Regions from separate parts of the Mus musculus genome. Here regions 1, 2 and 3 are each linked to region 4. A link is a contact called in public ChIA-PET, HiChIP or PLAC-seq and promoter capture Hi-C data. All regions are on one chromosome and are shown on one strand. Each heading gives the region's core, a stretch centred on a gene start, on an enhancer-like site or on the middle of the called end of the contact. The rest is flanking DNA. Distances are from core to core; before and after follow the strand shown. Region 1 holds the start of Btbd11 (BTB (POZ) domain containing 11). Region 2 has its middle 96 kb from the start of 1500009L16Rik. Region 3 holds the start of Cry1 (cryptochrome 1 (photolyase-like)). Region 4 holds the start of Tcp11l2 (t-complex 11 (mouse) like 2).

Region 1 (2,825 bases), core at 272-2,771, 810 kb before region 4:
CGGCGACGGCGGCGGTGGCTGTGGTTGGCGGGACTGCGGTCGCCGCCGTGGCTGGCGGGGCGCAACAACTACTGCCCCCGCTGGCGCTGCTGGCTGCGCTGCAAGGGCCACCGCTCGCCGCTCCCCCTCCCGGAGTCTCGCGCTCCTTATCCGCTGCAGGGGCTCCGGGGCCTGAGCCGGGGCCTGGGCCAGAACCGGAGCTGGAGCCAGGGCCAGGACCGCTACAGCTACGAGGTAGCCCGGAGGCCAACACCCGCGAGTAGATGTCCCGGAAGAGACTCTCCATACAGGCGGTCAGGTAGATGGCGGCATGCTCGTGGATGCGCAGCGCCACGCGGCTGTCCACCATCCAGCGGTACACGCGGCCCACGGAGAAGGTGAGGCCGCAGCGCGCCGACTTGCCACGGCCCAAGCGGTCGCCGCCAGCGCTGCTCATGTTATAGAGGGACAGCGCGGCCAGCGCGGCAGCGGTGCAGTGAGCCGCCAGGCCCCAGGACAGTACGATCTCCATGGCACTCTGGATCTCGTACTTGGTGCACTTGGCGAAGCGCAGGCTCAGGCGCTGCGCCTCTTTAGCGATGCGCACTAGAGCCCGGCTTACCAGCATCGAGAGCTTGGCCAGCGCGTCCTTGGGCAGGCTGCCGGGGACCGCTGGGCCTGCCCGGGGATCCCGCGAGCGCAGCAGCAGCAACTCCAGTTCCTGGAGGGTCCAGGGGACCTCGTCGAGGTCCGGCAGCAACCGCGAGCAGTGCTGACCGGCGCAGTCCAGCCCCTCGGAGTCTTCCACCAGGGCAGTGTTGACGGTGTCAAAGCTGTTGTGCCGGCTGTGCATGGAGTCAGCTAAAGGCGGCCAGCAGCTCCCGCCATACGGGGACGCCGGGTGAGAGTCAGAACAGCACAGAGACAAGTTGGAGGAGCGCACAGAGTCCGCCGCGCCACCATAACCCGAGTCCAGCGTCAGATCTTCCAGCGTTCGCACCACAGGCTTCTTACCTCTCCTGGCCATCGCTGCGCCACTTCATGCTGCAGCCGCCGTGGAGCCGAGGGGAAGGAAAGGCAAGGATCTGTGGGCACCGGGGTCCTCGGGGACAGCGGGGCTCCACGTCGCCTAGGCTCACTTTCCCACCTGGCGTTGCCAGCAAGTGTCACTACTTTCGCCTGTCTCCCCGAGCCGTCACCACGGGAAGATACACGGCGGAACCTGAAGTCATCTTCTGGAGTCGGGGCCAGAGCGAGGGCGCACTGAGCCGCGAGCCAGGCCGGGAAGGAAGCTCCCGCCAGGACCCGCGCCTTTCATCCAAAATAAAAGTGTCTGGTCCTCTCCTCCCTGGGACCAGACGGATGCAGAAGCCTCCGAGAGCCGGCCACAGTGTCGATAGGACCTAGATCGCCCCAGATACGGCCGCCGCAGCTCGGCGGGCTACGGGCTCCCCCGGCTCCGGGATCCGGGCCGCGGTTCTCTTGAGCTCCCGCCCCGCACTAAAGCGCTGTAGCCAGGCGGCTGCAAAACCCTGCTGAGCCCCAGCAAACCAAGCAGTCAGAGGGCGGGCGCATGCAAAGCAGGGCCGTCGAAGAGCCAATGGAATCGGGGGATGCTAATTACTTAGGTTTTTTTTTTTTTTTTTTATTCCTCCCTTCCATGCGGCCCCGCCCCTCAGACACGCCCCCCCAGGCCTTGACCAGGGCTGCAGCTAGGAGGGATCCGCGGCCTAGGTGGAAGCCTGGAGAAGAACAGTCATCCTGCAACTGTAGCTTCCCTAGTTTCTGCTTTCGAACTATCGACAAAAATATCATTTATATCGTTATTTGTTCCACTCTGCGGTTCATAAAGTGTTTGTCCGAGGGTTACTTTCTGCTTTGGCATTTTAGATTTCTCTTTCCCTCCCACCAGCCCATACAAGATGCACGTTTCTCCTCCCTCTTCAGGCACCCTGACTAATTCAGGCGGGTGCCGCTTCTCAGCCTGGGTTTGCTCCAGCATGGAAGGAAATAAAACAGGAAAGTAGTGAGGGGGAGACTGATAATTGCCACTGGGAAGCGAATCTCTAGCCATAAACCACCTGTCACCAGGACTTTCTAGGTTTGTTCGGCAGACAGGAATCTACCCTTAAGTTCCAGGGTGTGTGTGTGTGTGTGTGTGTGTGTGTGTGTGTGTGTGTGTGTGTGTGTTCCGGCCACTCTGTGGTTCTGGTGGACAATGCTCTAGACTGCTCAAACTTAAATTTGTGCACAGGAGAATATTCTTTTCAGCTAAAGAAAGATACAAAATATATGTGTGTGTCTGCTGCATTTCTGTGTCTAACAGCATCATTGCTTGGCTATTTGTCTATCTCTACCTACCTTAGGAAAAACCTTATTCATTCAAAGATTCCTACCTCCCTTACACAATCCTATTCCTACAAGAAGCCCACCCTGATCTCCCAAAACTATCCTGGGTGTTTCCACCACCCCACCCTCTTCGATGGCTTCACATTTCTGGGCCCTTGTCACGCTGGCTTGCTACTATCTATTTATTTGTCTGGATCCCACATTGGGCTAGGGAGTTGTGGTAAATGTATGAGTCGACAAGGGAAGGACGTGCTTTGAACTGCTGGTTTGAACGTTCAACTGTGGCTGAAGGGATGTGAGAAGACACTCAACATCACTGGCCATCAGGGTAACTGCAAATCAGAACCATAAGGAGCTGCCAGCTCATGCCTGTTAGGATGGCGATTATCAGAAAGTCAAAAGATTACAAGCATCAACAAGGGTGTGGAGGATAAAGAAGAGTGTACTCTATTGGTGAGAAGGGAAATTGATATAGCTATTATGGAAAATAATGCCGA
Region 2 (2,982 bases), core at 46-2,545, 760 kb after region 4:
AGGGCACTTCCACCATGTTTTCTCAACAACAACAACAACAACAAAAAATATCAGAGTCCACCCATCCATCAGCCCTAAAATTCTTTCACGCTGGCACATCTGTGCAGGGCATTGCCAGTTAACCATGACAAAGAAGGTCTGTTTTCATCTGTGGTGTGAGAAATTCTTTAAATCCAGAGAGAAGCAGAAAGGGGCTAAAGAATAAGATTGGGGGTTCCAACGGTTGTGTTGAAAACAGCGTAAAACAAAATAGTATGTGGCAAACTGTAGGGACTTTGTTTAGTGATGGTTAATGATATGCCTACGGGGTCCAGGAGGTAGAGTCCCAATCATACTCAAGAGTAGTGATGGGTGCTTTAAAGGTTCTGGGAAAAGCCAGAGAACCTAGGGAAGTGTCCTTCAGGAAAGCAGGGCAAATCAAAAGGGGCACTAGGACATTTGGCATGAGATGAAGAGTAATGGCCGCCTGTCTCTGGCTGGTCCTGTGCTCTGACCTTTTGAGTAAAAGGTTGTCAGCATCCAACTCTGACATGACCCAAGCGGTTTAAAGTCTTCTATCTAGTGAGGGACTGTACTGGCATCCGGCCCCACATGTCCTGCAAGCCCAAAGCTTTTCCCTTCTCAGTTTCTCTCAGGACACTTGGTCTCTAGTTGCAACCTGTGCTGTGTTCGGGGATTCACCAAGGCATGTCCAAAGCAGCAGCGCGGTAGTCCCGCTCCTAGAGGGAAGCCTTCCTTGTTTTCTCGTGCTCACTGTAAAGTGCGCATGGGTCTTTTGATTGAAATTTTCTGCTCTTTCTCTTGAAATTGCTTAATTGCGCCCACCCACCGGTAAGGTTCTTTATATCGGTGATGCTGCTGATCCTCTCTGTATCACTGTGCGGTACTTTTGAACGCCAGGTTTCCTTACATTTCTGTGAGGATGCTGCCCCCTGCAGCCCACTTTGAGCATAATAGCCATTGTGATGGATTATCTCATCTCGTTCCCACAACCCACGAAGTGAAAAACTGTTAGTATCCTCCTTTTTTGTTTTTTCAGAGGATAAATCTGACTTCCAGCAAAGTTAGGTAACTTGTCTTGGCAGAAACAGGCCACCTCTCTCCAGAATCCCCCGTACCAACACTGTTGTCCTGTGACAGGTATCCTCCATATTTAATCTGCCAGCTAACCGAAATTACTGGGGAAGGGGAAGCGAATTGACTCATTTTTGGCTGTGCGGCCCTCTCTGGGTCCATCCACAGTTCCAACAATAGCCCCGCGGTGTTAATGCAGATGCAGAGATATCCCTGGGAGAGCTTTGTGGGAAGGTGTGGTTGACTGACAACCAGCTGCCACACCCTCAGAATCTCTGCAGCACCTAAACTTAAGCCTTGCCCTCCTGGGGCTACTCAGCCAGCAACTGGGCACAAGCTTTCTAGACCCAAAGGGAGGTTTTGTTTTGTTTTGTTTTGTTTTGTTTTGTTTTGTTTTGTTTTGTTTTGTAGGTTCCAAGATGTATGGATTGCAGTGGCGCCTATCAGCATATCAAAGCACACGCTGACCTCAGGACTCCTTCACTTCATGTGCAAGCAACCTGCCCTCCTCCCTTCCTCCCCTACCTAACTCCCTCCAGCCCCTGGGATTTCCTCCTGCTCTCTCAAAGCTACCTAGCAGCTTCCTGCCTTCCTTCTCTCCCTGGGCAAATGTCAGGTCCACACTGTGATCTGAGGGTATGCCACAAACCAGGCTGTATCTTTGGGCTCACTGGTCAGCCAGTCTAGCCTGTTCCAAGCTAGTGAAGACACTGTGCCTCACAAAGATATTTTTTTCCTTTAAATGCAAACCGCTTGGAGAACAAAACTCAGTGTTGTCCCCTGCATCACACACACACACACACACACACACACACACACACACACACACACACACCCTACCATTGAAATGTAAGTGCCACTGTAGAGAGAAGACTTTTATGAGGTGACTAGGGCCTGGGGACCTGGCCCTCAGGAATACAGTAATACCTCCAGCAGAGAAGTGGATTGGTAATCACAGGAATAGGTTCAGATCAAAAGCTAAGTCATCCCTGTCCCCAAGCTCCTGTCTCTGTCCCTCTCCCCCACATCCTCACGCCATCTGAAACCTCTGCCTTGTCCAAGCACCGTGTGCTTGGCTTTCCCAGAGTTCTGAGCCAAAGAGACCTGCTCTTTATAAATTGTCCAGCCTCTGGTTGTCTGTTATAGCAGCACAAAACAAAGATACTGGATTTGCATCTCTCTAAAAGGACCCCCACGGAGTTTAACAAGGAGAATCTATAATTCTTTCTCTCTCTCATTATTTCGTACTTGTATGTGTGTGAGAGAGTGTGTGTGCATGCACATCTGCCACTGTGCACGAATCAAGATCAGAGGAGAGTTTTCAGGAGTCTGTTCCCCTTTCCTACCTTGGTAAGGCAGGCTCTCTCTTGTTTCTGCCAGGCCAGCCCGTGAGCTTCTGGTTCTCTTGTCTCAGCTCAGGGCAGCTCAACACAACATCCTTTTCCACCAAGATGACTAGGACCAACGACCGGTCACTGGGATGGTGACGAGTCTCTGGCATTGATGCTCCAATATAGGGAGTCTGGGGAAGGCAGTTTCTCACGCCAAGCCCTCATGGAACATTTTTCACACCTCTCTGCAAAGGCCTACACACCCCCCACTGCACACACACATTCAAGTGTAATCCCTGCCCCTTTCCTTGGGCTTTGTGCTTCCTGGAGCAAGCTCTACACTAAGGAGATCCTTGCACACAGGGTGCATAAATAAACTGCAGACAAAAAAAATGAATGATAATGGCTTGAATGACTTCCAGGGACTCATTGAAATTCCATTCCCTGATGCACAATTCCTGTGCCTGTGTATCTAAGAGGAACCCAGCACCACCACACGGACAGTAGAAAGACCCCTTGCAGATTCACACTGTGGCCAGGGCCAAGGGTTTGGAGAGGCAGAACTCAGAGCATCTAA
Region 3 (2,792 bases), core at 201-2,700, 610 kb before region 4:
GCAGCCTAGATGCTTAATGATATACTGTCTCCATAAATAAATACATAAATAACCCTGGATGAATATATGCACATAGGTGATGCTAGGACTCAGGGATAAGAGCAAAACCAAGAGCCATCTTCAGTTACACAGCAGGTTCAAGGTAAGCCAGGGCTCCGCGAGACCCCGTCTCAACAAAAAGGGCATTGTATGTCTAAGGCATGGCCTGTAGGTTATGGCTAGGAAGTCTGGTAAAGATGCACATGTGGCCCTGTGTTCTCATTAGACTTCAATTGCTTTGATAAAACATCATGAGCAAAAGCAACTTGGCCAGGAAGGAAGGGGTTTGTTGCCGTTTACAGTTAATAATCCATCGTGGGGAGAAGTCAGGGCAGAAATTCAAAGCAGAAACCTGGAGATAGAGGGCTGAAGCAGAAGCCATGGAGGAAAGCCGTTTTGGTTCCCTGTGGCTTCCTCAGCCTGCTTCCATATACAACCCGCCTAGGGCTACCAGCCTAATGGTGGCGCCACACACACTGGTCGGGTCCTTCCACATCACTCATTAATCAAGAAAGTGCCCAGACTTCCCTACAGGCAACCTGATGGAAGTCTTTACTACAATTAAGGTTCCTCTTCCCATTTAACTTCAGTTGAAGAAAAAAAAAAAAAAAAAAAAAAAAAGCAAAGCAAAAAGCCCAAAAACCTAATCAAAATACCTTCTAAACTACACTTCATGTAATAGATTAGAGTTGATAAATTGACGATGTATCTACAGTATTATGAAATGCTGAATATCTGAGATCGGACCTGTCTTCTCCAGAGCTTGGGCAAAGGTGCCCGCCCCAAACAGTAAAAAAGGCTAACGGCGTGATTTCTGCTCCTTTCAGAGCAGGGGACTCCGATTAACACCTGATTGAAGCTGGGTGAGAGGCAGGACTGTGCCTCGGTTGCCTCTCACCCAGCCCAGCAATAACTCTCAGGGCACACGGAACTGGCTTCAGACCTTCCACACAACCCATAGGAAGAGCCCTGGGCGCGCTCCCGCGTCCTAGCCTCTTCTCTTCCACCGCGAGAGCGCAGCGCACGCGCGCCGTGCCCGGCAGAGCGCGCGCCCGCGAGCTCCCCGCAGCCCCGTGCTCATCCGGGTCCCCGCGAGCCTCGGCCAATGGAGGCGGCTCCCGGCCCCGGGAGCAGAACTATGCCTCCTCCCCCTTCTCGCGGCCTGTGGCCCCCGCGAGCGGCCTGGGGCTCAGGAGACCCGCAGAGGCTGCGAGTCCGGATCCCACGCGAGAACTCAGGTCGTGAGCGCCCAGCGATCGCAACCGGTCCCGAAGCACCGGGCGCGGCGGCGCACGCGGGGGTCTGAGCCAGTGTAGTAAACACACTTCAGAAACGTGAGGTGCCGGTGGTCACGTGGGGTGCATGCCGCCCAATGAGAAGCCGGGGGCGGGGCGGAGGCCGCTGACGCGGCGGAGTCACCCGGGCAGCCTCGGGACCGGTGACCGGCAGGCGAGCGTCCCGCGGCCTGGAGCTCTAGCCCGCGCTCTCCGAGCTCGCTGCCCACTCCGGGACGCACAGGCCGCGTCGCGCGGAGGCCGCGTGAGCTCGTGTCCGTTCGTGGAGGCCGCCTCGGGCGCGCCACCGTCTCCTCGCGGGTCGCCTCGGTTGGGCGAGGTTTCCGTGACGAGCCTCCCGGGGCTGCTGCGACCAGCTCGGGCCGTCGTGGCGGCTCGGGCCCCGCGCGCTCGCTTGCGCTCCGGGGGTCTCAGGCCCTGGAAGGTATGCGTGTCCTCCGGACGCTGGGCGCGGGCTCCTGAAGGACGTCGCGCGTGGATCCCGGCGCCTCGGCAGCCTCCATTCATCTGCCAGCTGCGCGCTCGCCACCTCCGCGCCCCGCCTCGGCGTCGCCTCCTCCCGTCCCCTCTCTGCAGCCCTTTCCCCACTCCTCGGGTGAGGAGGTTTTCTTGGAAGCGCAGGTGTCGGTTATGAGCCCGGCTTCCCTCCCTTGAAGCTCTCGGTAGAGGAAGTCGGGGTGACCCGCCGCGCCCCGAGCATGGGGGTGAACGCCGTGCACTGGTTCCGAAAGGGACTCCGGCTCCACGACAACCCCGCCCTGAAGGAGTGCATCCAGGGCGCCGACACCATCCGCTGCGTCTATATCCTCGACCCCTGGTTCGCCGGCTCTTCCAACGTGGGCATCAACAGGTGGCGGTGAGTCCGAAGCGCTTGGGAAATCAATCGATCGCGGTGTGCGCGAGTCGGGTGTCGATGCGTTAGTGTCAGATCTGAGATTTGGTTTTAGTCCAGGGACCGAATTGCCTACATCGTTAAAGAATTGTAGATGTGGTCAATATTAAATAGTACAGACTTAGTAGTAGAGATTATTGACGACCCTGAAACACTTTAGCTTTTACCGGTAAGTTATGTGTCTGTGTTGATGGGAACGCCTTCCCTGATTTGCGAGAAATAACTAGGAGGAGAATTAAACACTCCCAGATCATAATGGCCTTGATATCTTAGGCCTCCGAAAGGGTTGTAATCTTTAATGTTGACGTGTGTGTCTAGGTAACTCATAGTGTGGAGAAAAACCATTCATTTATTATAGCGGGCTCCGGATCCAGCTTTCTTCCCCCTTGAGGTTAGAGGAGGAAAAGCAAGGGAAAGAATTAGCTGGTTTCCCAACTCTCTCTCTCAACTCCTCCTTGTGGTTGACAAGACAAAGCACAGTTTTTCTTTCGAGGCAAAGTATAATCCTTCTAGGGAATTGCGACTGGAAGAAATCCTCCGGACATTTTGTGAGCTGTGCCTGGGAA
Region 4 (2,920 bases), core at 326-2,825:
ATAAGGCACTTATAGGATAGGGGGTTAAAGGCAAGACTGAGCTCTGACGGAAAAAATTTGCAGATGCCAGACAATTTCCATCCTCGATCAAACCGTGCTTTAGCACCAGGCTAGAGTAAGGCAAAAAACACAGCACGGAGAGAACAGTACTGGTCCTCATCGAGTCTTTGCCCGCCTCGGAGAGCTAGACAAAAGCCAACAAGCCAGCCACTGTCTAAAAGGCAGATGCCCGTGCTCCACGTGTCATTACAGCATTGGGAAGGATTTCTAAGCACTTTTTATCCTGGAAAGCGTTGCCCCCGCCCCCCCCCCATCCCTGATGCCTAGTTTAACACCTGTGCTGCACACCCGGGGGGTAAGGCGCCCTTCAGCCCTGGGTCACTTCAAGTGGAGCAATGTATGAAATCCATGGGGGTAGGAAAAAGGCAGAGTAGACGGGGCGGGGTGGAGGTGGAGGTGGGATGGGGACTCCTAGCCCAGGAACCAGTGTAAGAACTGGTTGAAATTATCAGTTGGGAGGTAGGTTAACTAAGAGCTGAGAGCTGAACACCACCTTGTGCTGAGCAGCCCACTAAGGACAAAGACAAGTTGCCTGGTTTCTTTACCGTTAAGGTACCAAGACAACGATGAAAGAGGGAGGTTCCATTCTCACTGGAACCACTCAAGTGTTTCTACTCTGCTTGTAACGGTAGTTTAACAAACCCTTCTTTGTTGACTGGATTCTTGTGTTTAAACACATGATTTGGGCTTCTTGTGGTTGGGGGAGGACAGAACCTACAGTCCTGTAAAGTGCTCTACCACAGAACTACAGTCCCAGTCTAATAAACGCATTTTAGAAGTAAACATTGCGAAATCGCTCATTTAATGGAAGTTTTTCCTCTTGTACTAACGTAAACACATAACTGTGTCATCCACGTGCCACCGAATCTCGTTGCTATGTTTTGTGGCGCCACCCAAAGCAAGGCAAAGCAAGGGTCTGAGAAGGCAAGGGTCTGACCCAGATGTGACCTGAGCTGGCCTCCTGGACAGTCAAGTCCAACGGAAGTCCCAGGAGTCCTGCCCGCTCGCCCACGTTCTCTGCTCGCCCCTCCCTCTAGCAGCACCACGTTTCCTGTCAAAACAAACGTTTGGGGGAGGGGACTGCCGGGACAGAACCCAGCTCTCGAGAAACCCAGCAACAAGACCCAAACATAGGGCCGAGGCCCAGCCGGGCCCCACCGCGGCTCAGTCCCACTCCTCCAGGGACGAGGGATTGGGGACCTGACCGCACGGGGAGCCCAGAGCGTCTCGCGCCGTTGAGCACAGTCGCTGGCACGCACCCAAAGGGATGTCATCACGACCAAGCGGCCCCGGCAGAGCCTGGGCCACCACTGCCACCGTGCCCCACTTCAAGCCTTGACTCCGAGGTCAAATGTCCCGAACTCGGAGGGCACAAGGAGCCCTCCCGCTGCCATAAGGAGACGCGGTCCCCTCAGATCCCACGGCCCCTCCCCTGGGATGGGTACGCACCCCCGGATCCCGCGTAGAGACTCGAGGAAAGCTAGGTGGCGGGGGTCGCGGGGCTCTGCGTATCCCCCCTCAACCAGCGTCGCAGACAAGGGGAGACTCAGCAGTCTGTCAACTCTGGAGCCCCCCCGCAGCCCCACGCGGTATTTAAAGGGCCCAGAGGTACTCCCTGGGCGCGACCATTCGGGAAGGAACTGGAGGGGGACTATAGCACCGCGGCGCCAGAATCCAGGGCAGGGTTCTGGCGAAGATCCCTAAATTCTTGAAGAGTCTGTCTACAAAAACCATAGCTTTCTCACGTTTCTATCGTGAAGGCTGAAGAAGGCTCAGACAGAAAGCCATTTGCACACGAGAAATGTGTGCTCCCTATATTCAGTGGTGGTACGGTCCGGACCGCCAGGGGCGGGGAGAGGAGTGAACACGGAATTGGGGCAGCCTACGGCCGGGAGCGCCTGGGCTGCTGTAGGGCCTAAAGCGTTCGGAGGCGGGGCCTGGCTGTGTAAGGGCGGGGCCTAAGTGCAGCGGGTGACGCCCCCAATCCTGTTTCTTTCAGTTTACCAGGTAGGATGAAATGGACTAACTCCAACCGAACGGACAGACTTCTGGTGTCCGCTCGCGGCAGTAATATAAAAACACTACATGCCCACCTTCACAATGGCCACACACACCGGGCCAAGCGAGTCAACAACATTCCAAACAGGCTGTCCCACGCACATCAGCGTCCAACCGCGTCATCCACACGTGTCAACATGTTCTTGTAAACACGGGTCCTGATTTGCCCCTTGAATTGGACGATTGGTTTCTGGGAGCCACACCTACCTAAGCTCTCCGAAGGCTTCGCCTGTGCACAAAGATAAAGTGTCTTACTTCTTCTAAGGGTTCTTTGGCGGCGCTTATCTTGGGGAGAGTTTTCAACCAGGCTTAATGTAAATAAGTGCTGGGAGGGGCTCTTGTGTGGTCAGGCTTACTAAGCATAACTTCTCGTGAGCTTGCTTCTGGGCATAAAGAAACAGAACCACTATTTTGCCAGGTACAAGTTGGTATTACTTGTGGGTAGCGTCATACAAAAAAAATAAATGAACTTTATATAAGCTGAAATATTCCTGTTTAGGACTAAAATCATATCGGATTGTGGAGGCAAATTGTCTACTATCATTCTAGAAAGAAGAAAACCAAAAGCAGACAATAGTTTAAAGCAAGATAGAAATACAATTGTACAGCATGGACTGGTCTGAGGTTATAACCAAGTCCCTAACATTTGCCTACCCAAGAGATCTTCTTGTTCAGTGGGATAAGAATGGAACTAAAGCACTCTTAGAAGCTCACTGTTAGCTACTGAACCTAGTTGGCAAGTTATTCTGAACAAGAAAACCTACCTAGAGATTTGTATCCATTTGTATCTGTCACTCTAGAA

The links. Promoter capture Hi-C pulls out the DNA fragments that hold promoters and counts their contacts. ChIA-PET counts read pairs in DNA pulled down with a chosen protein or histone mark. HiChIP or PLAC-seq counts read pairs in DNA pulled down with a chosen protein or histone mark.
Region 1: a contact with region 4 is called in an RNA polymerase II ChIA-PET map of memory CD8 T cells, with 7 read pairs. The contact joins the promoter of Btbd11 here to the promoter of Tcp11l2 in region 4. A contact is called at or near these places in 1 of 39 promoter capture datasets (liver) and 1 of 115 datasets of contacts at active chromatin or transcription factors (memory CD8 T cells).
Region 2: an H3K4me3 HiChIP or PLAC-seq map of forebrain shows a contact between it and region 4, with 11 times the contacts expected there. The contact joins the enhancer-like site here to the promoter of Tcp11l2 in region 4. A contact is called at or near these places in 1 of 39 promoter capture datasets (hippocampal neurons), 2 of 484 Hi-C or Micro-C datasets (cortical neurons and uterus), 5 of 115 datasets of contacts at active chromatin or transcription factors (astrocytes, bone marrow-derived macrophages, embryonic forebrain and 2 more) and 1 of 9 other capture datasets (embryonic stem cells).
Region 3: a promoter capture Hi-C map of pre-B cells shows a contact between it and region 4, with 6 times the contacts expected there. The contact joins the promoter of Cry1 here to the promoter of Tcp11l2 in region 4. A contact is called at or near these places in 2 of 39 promoter capture datasets (liver and pre-B cells), 4 of 484 Hi-C or Micro-C datasets (CD4 T cells, CD8 T cells, embryonic stem cells and 1 more), 2 of 115 datasets of contacts at active chromatin or transcription factors (memory CD8 T cells and regulatory T cell precursor) and 1 of 9 other capture datasets (adipose tissue).

The regions. Positions count from the first base shown.
Region 1 is chr10:85,385,510-85,388,334 of GRCm38.p6, reverse strand. It overlaps Btbd11 (BTB (POZ) domain containing 11), which reads right to left and starts at 1,521. Exons shown (of 17, transcript NM_028709.2): 1 at 1-1,521. The coding sequence starts at 1,006.
Region 2 is chr10:83,817,779-83,820,760 of GRCm38.p6, reverse strand. No RefSeq gene overlaps it. Among named protein-coding and RNA genes, the nearest start is that of 1500009L16Rik, 96 kb to the right of the region's middle. Within about 2 kb of position 1,295, at least 18 of the 459 cell types and tissues checked have an H3K27ac peak or open chromatin away from gene starts, as enhancers often do. A contact at or near this core is called in forebrain, where this site is marked.
Region 3 is chr10:85,183,712-85,186,503 of GRCm38.p6, reverse strand. It overlaps Cry1 (cryptochrome 1 (photolyase-like)), which reads left to right and starts at 1,450. Exons shown (of 13, transcript NM_007771.3): 1 at 1,450-2,190. The coding sequence starts at 2,033.
Region 4 is chr10:84,575,602-84,578,521 of GRCm38.p6, reverse strand. It overlaps Tcp11l2 (t-complex 11 (mouse) like 2), which reads right to left and starts at 1,575. Exons shown (of 10, transcript NM_146008.2): 1 at 1,510-1,575.